Regions from separate parts of the Rattus norvegicus genome. Here all the other regions are linked to region 3. Evidence: chromatin contacts called from public Hi-C data. All regions are on one chromosome and are shown on one strand. Each heading gives the region's core, a stretch centred on a gene start, on an enhancer-like site or on the middle of the called end of the contact. The rest is flanking DNA. Distances are from core to core; before and after follow the strand shown. Region 1 overlaps Slc7a11 (solute carrier family 7 member 11). Region 2 has its middle 71 kb from the start of Noct. Region 3 has its middle 360 kb from the start of Noct.

Region 1 (4,416 bases), core at 841-3,340, 450 kb after region 3:
GCACAGTGTCAGCACTGTCCAGTTGTTCATACTTCACAGCATGTCACCTCTAATTTCATGGGATTATCTGCACGGCTGCTTTATTAGATGGTCGCTATCTTGAGAGTCCTTTGAACTCACAGCAGGGCCATGCACAGCCATTACTGTGAACGCTTCTCTTACGTACACAATTCTTATTACCGTCGCCGTTTTACGAAGGCAGATACAGCCCACCACCCTCCTGCCTCCAAAACTCTGCGCTCATTTGTTTGCACCACAAGCCGCCCCACGGGAAAACCCTGAGTGCGAAAGATGCTTTGGAGGGCTCCCTTTAAAAAGCTGTCCAGCCGGCGTGGTGGATTCATGGTGGAAAGGCGTGTGGTCCTCGGGTCAACAGCATCAGGATCACATGGGGGCACAGGAGAGGTGCTGATCTCATTAAATCAGAAACCCAGGGATGGGCTCAGTGGCCCGTGCTTTAACAAGCCTTCCCTGGTGATTTCGAGGAAAGCACGGCAGTGCAGTAACATTCATGGGGTAAAGAATGGGGTAGACCTATATATTTGGGGATAGAGCAATAGACAAGTTATACAGAATGCCTACCCCCATGGATCTCATTATATTGCAAAGGTACTTTGTTCTGATAAAATGTTCTTTCTTCCATATGCCAACATCAGTCCCTGGAACTAGTCTTCTGTATTCTTTGGTAGCAGAAAATGTGAGAGATGACCCAGACCCGATGTCTTTGTGTATTTCAGAACCATCCCCCTTGCAATCTGCATCTCTATGGCCATCATCACAGTTGGCTATGTCCTGACAAATGTGGCCTATTTTACAACCATTAGCGCCGAGGAGCTGTTGCAGTCCAGCGCTGTGGCGGTGGTAAGTCAACATTACAGTTCCCACAGTTAGAATTTAGGCTAATGAGTCGAGGATGGACTCTGCTTTATCATGGCTCCCTACAGGAGAAAGTGTTTTGAAGTTAGTCATCTTTTCTTGACCTGAATGATAATATTTTGAAGATTTAAAGTGTACCCTACTTAGATTCTGCTAACTCTACCCTGAGAGCTCTTTGTTATTTTTTTTTTAATTCTCCTAAAAGGCATTTTTATATAAAGCTGCCTAAAAAGGCTTTCCTACAAGGAGGGAGTATTTTCCCAACATGTTTCTAAGGACAGGCGGAGTTTCTGAATGCAAATCAAGGCAAGTTTTGATATGCAAAGTATAATCCACTCTTCTCATTTCTGGTTATCAACTTTTCAAATGTTGACTTGAATCCTCTCCCCAAATTATTTTTCTAGAAATTTCAGGAGGACCATGTCTATTCATCCATTTGTAGCATGACTTGGAATAGTGGTGTTGTGGTGGTTTTTATAAATTTGGGAACAGGTAGGCAATTAAATGTTAAAGAGATGTTACAAAGAGATGTTCCAGCAACACTTGGAGATGACTGTGCATTGTAACCCCCTAATTCCAAAGATTTTCCACAAAATTATTTCACACTGGAACTATATTCGTGTCCAAAGATCATGTTATGAGACTGCTTTTTCTTTTCACTCGTGTTTGCTCAGACATTTTAACTGGGAAGAAAGAATGCACTCATTAACTGGAAGCCAGGAAGGTGAAAACTTAAAAACACCCAGAGACACTCCCATCCACCAAACACAATTCCTTTTAACACAGTATCACTTCCTATCAGCAACACCCACGGAGAATGGCTACCTCCTGTGGTGCGAACCTGTATCTGAGGTCACAGTATGAAAAGGGCTTTGTCCACTGCCTTGAAATGTACAAAGCTTCCGGGTGTCTGGTCGGTTGCCTCACGTTTCTAGGCAAAGGGCAGCCCTAATTTGTGGAGAGCATAATGGGGTCTGTTAATTGCATAGCACCAGCTGCATCAAGGACAATGGGAAGAAAAAAATCCTGTAATAACCAAAAAAAAAAAAAAAAAAAAAAGCATCCTTTATACAAATGTGCAGGAGTGCCTAGGAGAAAATCTTAGAACTTTGTCTACCATTTGTTTATGCTTTGTGTCACTTGTCAGGATTGGAGTTGTGTTCTAGCATTTTACAGGAAACCCTGGTAGGAAATGACAGCCTCCTAGGGTCGGGGAGGGCTGACTCCATAAACTGGTTCAGCTGGTCTGGTCTGACTCGGGTAAAGAACCTTCAGACTGGCTCACTCATATGATGAAATAGTCAACTTGTCTATTGTTCTGATTTATCCTCCAGCATCAAGGTGGGCCAGTACCTGTCACACTCACGAGTGTACGTCTAGTGCTCCTCATACAAAGGTGGCTTTTTGGGATTGTGCAGAGCAATTTCTGTCCTTAAAGTAGAATTTCCTATCTAAGCCCCTTCCTCTTACCAGAGGCGATAGTTGATAAAGAGTCTGTAAACGGCTCGTTGCTTTGGAGGGACAGAGAAGGCGACTGTTTAGACCTTTGCCCACAGGTCTGAGACAGCAATGCCATGGTGCCCGCTTCTGATGATTGTCTTGGGAGTCAGTTTGACCCTAACGAAAAAGAAGGATTATAAAACATTCACGTAGCACCAGGCTAATGGAAAGTCAAAGAGCAAGTTTGGCCTAAATTGTTTCATTTTATTCCACTTTCGGGGAAAGCATTAATTTGCTCCGTTCTTTCCTTCCTCAGACCTTCTCTGAGCGGCTGCTGGGAAAATTCTCATTAGCAGTCCCGATCTTTGTTGCCCTCTCCTGCTTCGGCTCCATGAACGGTGGTGTGTTTGCTGTCTCCAGGTGAGCGAGTTCATGTATTTTCAGAAACACATTTCTGTTTTAGAGATTGGATGTGATAAGGATAACTTTTAAAGAGAAAAGCAATAGTTCCTCCGAACCTGTTGTTTTTAAAGGGATATGCGAGTTCCTAGTAGATTCCGGTGAAGCATGTTTCATTCTGTCCAGTAGAGGGCGCTGCGTGTCTACACATAGCCCACTCTGAGCAGGGCATGCTGCATTTTTTTTTTTTTTTTTTTTTGAAGAGTCTGTCTTCAGGGTTTTATAATGGCCTTTATTTCTAGCGATAAAGTCTTTTGTTTTTGTGAAGGTGCCACGGAAAACAGTAAAGTCGAAAGCAGAAATCACCACCCTGCCATCTGTAACCCTTTTTCTTAGTTCGTTGGTACCAAAATCTTTTTTTGCCTATTTATGTTACAATTTAGAGAGAGGTTAACATTGCATGCATGTACATATGTGTACATGTGCAATGCATGTGTGCTACTTTGGACTGACACTAGCAATCTAGCACTGAATTTGCCACCAGCTACTCCTATATAAGAAGAACTCTACTCAGTGCAATATTTCTATTGTTTTTCCTCAGAGCAATATAAGGTATTTCCCAGACTCTGTAGGTCCTGAAATGAGACTTAGGATGAGATCTTCCCCTTGTCTTCAAAGCACAACCCAAATGACCAGAGGAGAAATGCCAAGACGCCTAGCATGAGGACGATGCATCCATGTTGCTTTGGGGATTTAAGAACTGCTCCATTTGAATGATTGATTCTGTAGTCAACTTCACCCTTCTTCTCCCTGCAGGTTATTCTATGTTGCATCTCGAGAAGGGCACCTTCCGGAAATCCTCTCCATGATTCACGTCCACAAGCACACTCCTCTGCCAGCTGTTATTGTTTTGGTAATGCATATTAACAAGGACATGCAGATATAACCTCACACAATGGTTAGGAAGGAGGGGATGGAACAGACATCCTGATTCACCACTGGGTTGGTGCTCAGTGTGTCGTGTTTGGGAGGCCAGAGATGTTTGCCTTGGCTTGCTTTGACTCCGTGCTTTTGATGTGTACCGGATGCCCTGGGATATGACCCACCTCACTTCTGCTTCACCTTTGCAGAAATTTGTAAGGTATGAAGGGAAATGAAGGCTATGGTTTCTCTCCTTGGCGGAGAGCCTCAAAGGAAAGAAAAGGAAAAACCGCAAGGATACAATCTAAATTCTGGTCTCAGAGTTCAGCTGAAAGCAGACTGTGCAAAAATGATCTGTGGCCCTCTCCTGGTCCCTCTCATACAACGTAATTTAAAGCATAGATAAGACATAAACAGCCAAATGTTTCTCCAGGAGGCCTGTGAGAGCAAACCTTAAGGAAAAAAAGGAAAACCCTAAATGTAGATTGAAGCAGGGGAATTCTCTAGGCTGGGGTGATATTTGTCAAATGTGGGACACAAAAGGCTGTTAAAGGTGTAAGAGCTCTCAAATACCCTTGGGCAATGCTACAGTCATTTTTTTCCCTCCTCTGATTTTAGTAACATTTTTTCTTAACCAGAATCTGCTGTCAAGAGCTCCCTAGGATGCATTGAGCATTTTTTTTTCTTCTCCATGCATTTAATTTGTTTCAGAATGTTTCCTTGAAATTTCTTTTGAACATACGCACTCTGTGCACAATCTGGAAGCTAACGTCATTTGTG
Region 2 (4,099 bases), core at 433-2,932, 280 kb before region 3:
AGTCACAAATCTGGAGAAGCCACACCAGGAACTCAAGCCAGAACGGCAGATTCATTTCAAGCTTAAAGCTCTTGGCCACTAAAATGATGTTTCTCTTACAAACTTTCTGAACAATTTGGTGTAAACGAAGGGTGCCCATCCCATTTAACATTGTGACATGGGATACAGTCCTACGATGTTGGGCTCTGTTCCTAGCCATCAGAGGTGCATGTAGCAGGAGGACTGCAGGCTGAACATATGTTCTGCGTCTTCCCTGTGCTTTCTGAGTGTAGAGCCTTCAAATACTCAGAGCTGTGGGAAGAAATGTCAGGGTGTTAGTCTCACTTGAAAGTCATATTTAATTTGATATTTCTAACATTGTTTATTGTTAATTTTTTGTTTTTAACAACATCTGATAATATAATATTTCCCACCCAATGAAGATTTCTAATGAGTTATTGGAAAATGAATTAATTGACTTATGTGTGTGTGTGTGTGTGTGTGTGTGTGTGTGTGTGTGTATGTGTGTGTGTGTGTGGAGAGAGAGAGAGAGAGAGAGAGAGAGAAAGAGAGAGAGAGAGAGAAAGAGAGAGAGAGAGAGAGAGAGAGAGAGAGAGGAGAGGAGAGGGGGGAAGGGGAGAGAAGGGGAAAGGGGAGAGACATGTTTATATGTAGCTCCAGTACCAATCATGATCAACTAGACTTTCTCTTTTCTTTTTTTTAAAAAAATTCTTCATTGTTAATAGAGTGTGAGGGGATGTGGGTTTGCCTGTGAAAGTCAGCGAGGCTCACTTGCTCCTTTCACTGTGGTATCTTGAAGCAAGCAGGGCAAACACTTTGACCCACTGAACCTTCTCACTCATCTTCTTTGTGTTAAAATTTGGGGTTTTATAGTGACATTTGTTAACTTCTGCTTTGTTTTTTGCCTTGACTATTTATTTATTATCTATTTGTTTATGGGGGGGGCACTACACAAACACACACCTTTGTGAACTCCTGCATGGTTAAAAATGAGGAGGAGTTGGGAGAGGGGGAAAGTAGTATCAGAATATATTGTATGAAAACAAACCATAAGGAAACGTGAGCTTGTCCTTTAAAAGCCAGGGCTCGGGCTGGAGAGACGGCTCAGTGGTTAAGAGCACCCGACTACTCTTCCAGAGGTCCTGAGTTCAATTCCCAGCAACCACATGGTGGCTCACAACCATCTGTAAAGAGATCCGATGCCCTCTTCTGGTGTATCCGAAGACAGCTGCAGTGTACTTATATATAATAAATGAATAAATCTTAAAAAAAAAAAAAAAAAAAAAAAGGCCAGGGCTCCCAGGTGCAGATTAACACATATCTTCAAGGCTGGGGTTAGAGGTTTTCTTTTTGGGATGTGCGCCCCCTACTGGAGCCTGGTGCTTTTGACCTTGACCCACCTCGGGGTGAGGGCTGACTGGTATAATTACATAAGACGCGTATTGCTGACTTCCTTCAGGATCGTGCGTGCATGCATTCCTTCCCTTATCTTTTTGATTTGGAAGGAGAGTCCAGAATGCCTGTCAGCTTAGTCTTTGATGTGGGGGACAAAGACTAATAAAAACATTAAAAGCATCTTTTCCTCCCGTTTCACTTGACTCGCTGTGTCTGCCGCAGACCCTGCCCGATTGACAGAACATTACATAGATAACCCCCTTCTTAAGTGGCGGCGAGGCAGCAGCGGGCAGTTTTTCATTTAGAGTCTATCAACTGAGAATTGATAAAGTCATCATGGAACAACTGTAGTTTGACCCCGACCTGACAAAAGAGATCGAAAATGTCTTGGATAGAGAGAATCAAGGGGTTGGCTCCATCCCTGCCTGGGAAAAAGGCTTGGAGTGGGCCAAGGGCTAACACCCAGGCACTCCACGAGTATGTTTAATAACTGAGAAGTAAATAATGAAAGGGATGTCAATAAACAATCGCGATTTAATAAATTATTCATTTTAACAACCTACCAGTGTTTGCCCAGGGATGTAGTTTTTTTCTCCGTCTGAGGGATTGGTCTGAACCTGCCTGGCTGCGATGCTGTTCACCATCCTTGACAGCAGGGGGCACTCACGTCACGCCTGAAACAGATAGATGCCAAACTCCTCGGTTTATGTAGGAGGGAAAGATTGAGAAGTTGATGGGAGAGCATCAAGAGGAGGTGGAGGGGAAGATAGAAAATGAGTGGATAGATACTGAAATGAAAAAAAAATTTCCGCAGGCAGATCAAATTCACCCTTGCACCGAAGCAAAGCGTCAAGAAATAAATAGAAAACAGTCACTCTATATTTTGTTGGTTAAAATAACTTATTTATTTGAAACTCATAAGATGACAGATTTGGAGCAGTCAGGGCAAGGGCAAAGAGATATTCGAAATTTAACAGATTTATTTCCATCTTGAAAATCCTGCTGTGATTTTTTTTCCCCAGGAAACACTCCCAGAAAATAACTGATTCTCTTGGGCTGGTGTGAAATATAAAAAATGATAATAATTAAAAAAAAAACCCAAACAAACCCAAACGGCCCCCAGACAGCTGAGGGGCTATAGGCTGTATGTTCTTCTCTCCTTAGAGGCAAGCTCTCACTGTGGAGCCCAGGGGTCCTCGTGAGAGTTGGGCTCACGTGTGCCCAGGCCCTTGTCCATCTGCCAGAGCCTTTGGAAGAAAGTCCCCACCACAGCTGAAGGCGAAGGTTTCTTGGAAATGAACTCCCAGGGTCAGTTCAACTCTGCGTGCGTTTTCCTTTCTCACGGACTTGAGTGACAGCCCCCACTTTATGAAACTGTCTCCCGGGAAGCAACGTTCCTCCTACACATTGAAGAAAGGCCGTTGTGGTCCCTGGGATATTTACTGTGAACCCAAGGCACCGAGAGCAGAATGCATTCTCGATCGATGGCCATGCAGATGCTAAAGTGAGTGGTATTTATTTATAATAATGCGTGAGGCGGCCCACAGGGAAATGTCATCTTGTTTGTAATCAATCCCAGTGTGAGGCTCCTGCCGCAGCACAATCAGGCCTTGCATTAAGTGACAAATTGGCTCCTTCTTCTCATTCTCACTGTCATTTCTCTTCAGCGGGGATAGATCATCTCTGCTACAAGGCCTCGGAGCTTGTACCACACACAGATACACATGCATATGCAGGCCCTGTGAACGCACTCGGGATAAAAGCCTCCAGTGATAGCAGGTATGACAGGAAACAGGCAAATGAGAAAGGCCCCCTGTGCTCACGGTGTCTTGCTGCCTGGCGATGTCGCTGTATCCGGTGAAGGCATGTCACTGTTAGGGATTGAACTGTCTCTCAGAATCTGTACGTCGAAGCCTCTAACTGCCAGTGCAGCAGCATTAAAAAAAATTGTGTGGGGGTTGGGGATTTAGCTCAGTGGTAGAGCGCTTGCCTAGCAAGCACAAGGCCCTGGGTTCGGTTCCCAGCTCCGGAAAAAAAAAATTGTGTGTGAACAGGTGTGAGGGTGTCAGATCCCTGGAACTGGAGTTACAGACTGTCGTCAGCTTCCTTGTGGGTGCTGGGAATTGAACCTGGGTCCTCTGGAAGGGCAACCAGTGCTCTTCATCACTGAGACGTCTCTCCAGTCCATAAAGTTTATTGCCTCCACCCCAACCCCTGATCCCCAAGACAGGGTTTCTCTGTGTAGCTGTGGCTGCCCTGGAACTCACTCTATAGACTAGTCTGGCCTCATAGAACTCACGAAGACGCCCGCCTCTATCTCCTGAGTGCTGGGATTAAAGGTGTGGGCCGACACTGCCCGGGGGCCCTGTGACAGTATTTAAACACAGGCTGGGTGTACCGTGATAGAAGAATTGAGACTCTAGAGGCTCAATCTCTGGCCTTCATCCCCCAAATAGGCCATTAAGGGGGTAATTAAGGTTAGGCCTAAGAATGGTGCCTGAGTCCGCCTCAGCTGGGCACCTTCATCCCTCTCTTCTGGAGTTTTTGAATCAAGGACTTATTCAGTATCAGTAGCCCATGTTGGCTTGGAACTCACTAGGCCCAGGCTGGTCTTGAATCCATTATGTGGCCTAGACTACTAGTCTTAGACTCATGATCTTCCTGACCTGTGTTACAGGCATCATACCCAACCCTCAGTGGGCCA
Region 3 (4,402 bases), core at 410-2,909:
ATTAAGGAACAGAATTTTTAATTAGAATTAATGTAAAGTTCAACAGTTATCTATGGCCAATGGATGCTCTATTGGCCAGTGAAAGACTGGGCTGTAACCATAAAGTCCATGGGAGATGCCGTTCTCTCTCTCTCTCTCTCTCTCTCTCTCTCTCTCTCTCTCTCTCTCTCTCTCTGGCTTGATTGTTGTACTATCGTATAAAAGACTGCCCCATCACAATCTCAATTTTGCTAGTGTTAGCTTTTTTTTGACCACACCCTCTTGTTTTTCACTGCCTCTACCTACCCCCATATCAAAGATACACCTTAGTCATGAATTACCTTACAAGAAGGGACAGCAGAATGGAGTTTTCACATTCTGCTATGAGTCCTTATCTCTTGGGTTGGTCAATGACTGGAATCCTAGTGAAAGGCACACTGTCCCCAAATGCAATGTTAGGTAGACCAGTTATCTTGGGGAAGGACTGGGTCATCTGCTGTGGTGTTGCCACTAACGCAGCACCCCATTGCCTGGCTGTCCTTGGCACAGGGTTTCAAAGTTGTTTGGAGACTTGTGGCACAGATTAGACCAGGTGAGAGTTTTCCTTTGACAACAAGCTCTTGCAAAAAATGACCTTATAAAACAAATTATGCCCTAAACTATGCACAAGTAAAAATAAACATAGGTGCTAGGAGCATAGTTAATTGGGTAAGCACTCAAGTTTGATTCCCAGAACTCAGGAGAAGGAGAAAGTGGGTGATGGCGGCACATCCTTGTAACCCCAATTCTGGAGAGTCCGAGCAGCTCCCTGACCCACATATGTACGTGTGCACGCACACATACTCACATGCATACACACACATGTGCACACACATTCACATGCATATAACACACTCACATGCACACACATTCACATGCACACACATATGCACACATACTCATATGCACACACATGCATACAACACACTCACATGCACACACATTCACATGCACACACATGCACATACATACACTCACATGCTCACACACATGTACATACATACGCACACTCACATGCACATACATGCACACACACATGCACACACACACGCACACACACTCACATGCACGCACACACTCAAATGTACACACACACACACACATGCACACATGCACGCACGCACACAGCAGGTATAGGACATGAAAGACAACAGGACTTAGGATGAAAGACGGAACTATCACATTCTCCCATTCTAACGAGGGAGAAATGCTAACTACCCCTCATTTCCCATACTCAAGCTTTCTTCATTCTCTGACTGCTGCCATCACTCACACTCCTGGCCCTGGGCTCTGCAGATCTCAGTTGCTAAAATTCCACAAACAAGAGGCGAGAACAGCAGCAGAAACCTCAAGTCTGTAAAAATCTCTCTCTGGCTCCTGTGGTTTACCGTGCTAGTTAATTTGAGCTGTCCCAGTGAGCGCCCAGAGTGACAGAAACAACAGCCAATCTGCTGTTGTACAAGCCAGTGCATACAGCCTGTTTGCTAACGCCTTGGAAAATGTCTGCAGAAATGCAGCTCACAGGGACGCTTCTTTAAATTAAGCCGGGTTTGTAAAGAGCCCGTTTACTGTCTGATGCAGCACTGACTCCCGTGGCAGAGCGGAATTTGAGGCTAGATGCCAGTGAGTAGAAAACAGCTTGGGTACCAAACGGTGAGCCTGAGTGGCAGGAAAAAGACTGTTAGAACACAAGGCTTCTTCCTGGGATCTAAGGGACAGGAAAAATCCAGAAGGATGAGTCTTGAGACAGTGCACAGATTGGTTGTCCAGGAAGGCTGGTATGCCGAGGATGAAGGATGAGAGAGACCAGAAACAAGAAGGGAGGGGAATCCTATTTTACTGTTTGATTTCCTGAAGGTTGAAAGCAAGTCACTGAACCAGATGACCAGACAGTACTGAGTCCTACCTACTACTTCCCTGCTCCATGCTGAGCTTCAATTCTATAAATAAAACATTAGCAAGCAAACAAGCAAAGCCTACACTCACATGTTCCTCCCATTAGGAGAAGTGTTTGCCAGTCACGAGAGGAACGGTTTAGACTCACTAGTACAATCGCCTTCACGTTTCTTGCAGAAAAATTAAAATGCAACAACAAGGTGGTTCTCTTCATATCCTTGCCTCTGACCTGGCCTCCCATCCCAAGGCAACCTCTTCCCATTTTCTCTGGAGACAGAGAGATCATGGCTGGCTGACATCTAATTGCAAAGCTTGTTATACATGTCAGGGACCGTTTTAGGCACGCTTTTCTAGAGGAACGGAGCTAAAAGAACGTAGCTTTGTTATTACAGTAGATTTGTTAGATTGGCTCATGGTGTACGGTTCGGCGAGAAGTCCAACGATGGCCGTCGGCCATCCTTGGCTGCCTGCTGGGAGGTGCCTGCGTGGAGGGCAGGTGTGCCTGCTTCAGTTAATATCCTTCTGGAAACTTCCTCACAGCCCCACAGGCATGCTTTAGCTTCAGGTTGGTAACCAGAACGAACGCTCACAGAGACTCTCCCTTTGATGGACTCTAGAATCAACTTAAGAGCACAGCCCTTAGGGACAGAGCACTGCTTCGGATTCTTAAGGGAGGGCAATAAGAAGCCCAGGGAGAGGCACAAAAACGTTAAAATGTTAGGGTTCAGACCAAGTCATCCAGTAGACTGGGATCTGCTAGTTAAAAACTTCCCCCAAACACAGTTTATAGACTATCTTCTATCTACTCAGTTGGAAATTAAAAGTTAAAGAGTTACAGGGTGCTTGTGTCTTGCCATGAGTGATTAGGTAGTAAAACTTTCATATATATATATACTTCCAAAATATGAATATGCCTGAGAATTGGTTCAGTTGGGAAGTATATTTAAGCCCCAAGTCCCTCTATGCTGGAGTCTACTTGTGCATTCTATCCTTTCTCCTAAGCGGGAGGCTATTGTAGGAGTCAGAGGGAGGAATTAAAGCGTAAGCCACCAGACAGAGGCTTACTCACGTATGAGTGTGATGTGGGGGAATTCCTCTCCAAACCTCAATTTCTCTCACATGGGAAGTAGCTACAAATATTGCTCCTCACGGAGTTGTAACTATTAAACGAAACAAGGCATAAAATGTGCTCAGCAGAATTGCGCTCAGTGCGCATGACCGTCCTTCCGAAGGCTTTCTCTTGTCGCGGAGCAGAGAACCATCCGCCCTCCGCAACGCTCACGTGTTTTCTGTGTCTGCTGCTATGTGTCGTAGTAATAGTTCTTAGTAATGTACAGGTTTGTAAGCTCTAGCCATCTTGTATATTTTCTGGTGTTGCGGGCACAATTTGTAGGAGGGTCAGCAGTGCCGTATTTCAGGGCTGAGGTGGATGTCTGTGGGTCAGCACGGCTCTTGGAACCTGCCAATGACAGAATGGTAAGTTACTGTAATTTTTGAATGGTATTTCAACCCTGAGCAATCCTGGGAAGAAAACACTTACTTTGATTCAGCATTTCAGAGAGGTAGGTTCCAGGAAGGTGTGAGCATGAGTCCAGCTTGTCACATGGTATCATTAGTCCGAGAGTGAACAGGAAGCAGGACAGGCTATTTTTTTTTTTCGGAGCTGGGAACCGAACCCAGGGCTTTGCACTTGCTAGGCAAGCACTCTACCACTGACCCAACCTCCAGGGAAGGCTATTAAACCTCAAGGTCCACCCCCAGTGACGTATCTCTTTCGTCAAGACTCCACCTGCAAAAGGTTCCATAACCTTCGCAAACACGCAAACCTATTGGGGACATTTCACAAATAAACCCTAACAGTATATAAACCAGCATTTCTGGATTGTGCCCACAGTTTACTGAGCCTTATTCTTGATCCCTGCCGGGCAGTACAGGATGGAGAAGGGACCCTGTGGGAGTTGGAACACATCGCAATCAAGGACAGGCAATCACGACCCTAATGAGGGGAGAAGAATTTAATCCAATAAAAACCTATTAGAATTGACAGTACAAATGTAAACAAGTCCCTGGTGAGAAATCCAATGATGTCGTCTGCACTGCCACATCCGTTGACACACGATGTAACCGATCATGGAAGGCAGATGCTCACAAGGTCTCCACAGAGCTGAGGTGGCACTTTGTACTGTCCCTAGCCTCATTTTGTATCAAACCATGGACCTGGTAGTTTGGGATAACCTCATAGGGATACCTTTCTTTCTTCTTTTCAGATTTAGCAGAAAGGGCTTGAGACAGCCATTGCTGGGCATTGGATTTGTTGCTAATTTCCAATGGAAATGGATCTTCACTCAGAATTGTTTTTTTCTGAGGTTTTTAGTATATCATGATAAATACGTGTGTGTGTGTGTGTGTGTGTGTAGGTGTGTGTACTCACTCTTGCCATGGTGTGTGTTTATGTGTATGTGTGCATTCACTGTGGCCATGGTGTGTG

The links. A called contact is a pair of places that touch in the nucleus more often than the background predicts.
Region 1: a Hi-C map of frontal cortex shows a contact between it and region 3, with 4 times the contacts expected there. The contact joins two enhancer-like sites. A contact is called at or near these places in 6 of 12 Hi-C or Micro-C datasets (the A7r5 cell line, Schwann cells, frontal cortex and 3 more).
Region 2: a contact with region 3 is called in a Hi-C map of kidney, with 4 times the contacts expected there. The contact joins two enhancer-like sites. A contact is called at or near these places in 5 of 12 Hi-C or Micro-C datasets (the A7r5 cell line, frontal cortex, kidney and 1 more).

Annotation. Positions count from the first base shown.
Region 1 is chr2:136,609,590-136,614,005 of GRCr8, reverse strand. Slc7a11 (solute carrier family 7 member 11) reads left to right here. Exons shown (of 12, transcript NM_001107673.3): 7 at 738-861; 8 at 2,633-2,736; 9 at 3,532-3,628. Among named protein-coding and RNA genes, the nearest start is that of Slc7a11, 56 kb to the left of the region's middle. Within about 2 kb of position 2,090, at least 8 of the 93 cell types and tissues checked have an H3K27ac peak or open chromatin away from gene starts, as enhancers often do.
Region 2 is chr2:137,348,849-137,352,947 of GRCr8, reverse strand. No RefSeq gene overlaps it. Among named protein-coding and RNA genes, the nearest start is that of Noct, 71 kb to the left of the region's middle. Within about 2 kb of position 1,682, at least 4 of the 93 cell types and tissues checked have an H3K27ac peak or open chromatin away from gene starts, as enhancers often do.
Region 3 is chr2:137,064,163-137,068,564 of GRCr8, reverse strand. No RefSeq gene overlaps it. Among named protein-coding and RNA genes, the nearest start is that of Noct, 360 kb to the left of the region's middle. Within about 2 kb of position 1,659, at least 12 of the 93 cell types and tissues checked have an H3K27ac peak or open chromatin away from gene starts, as enhancers often do.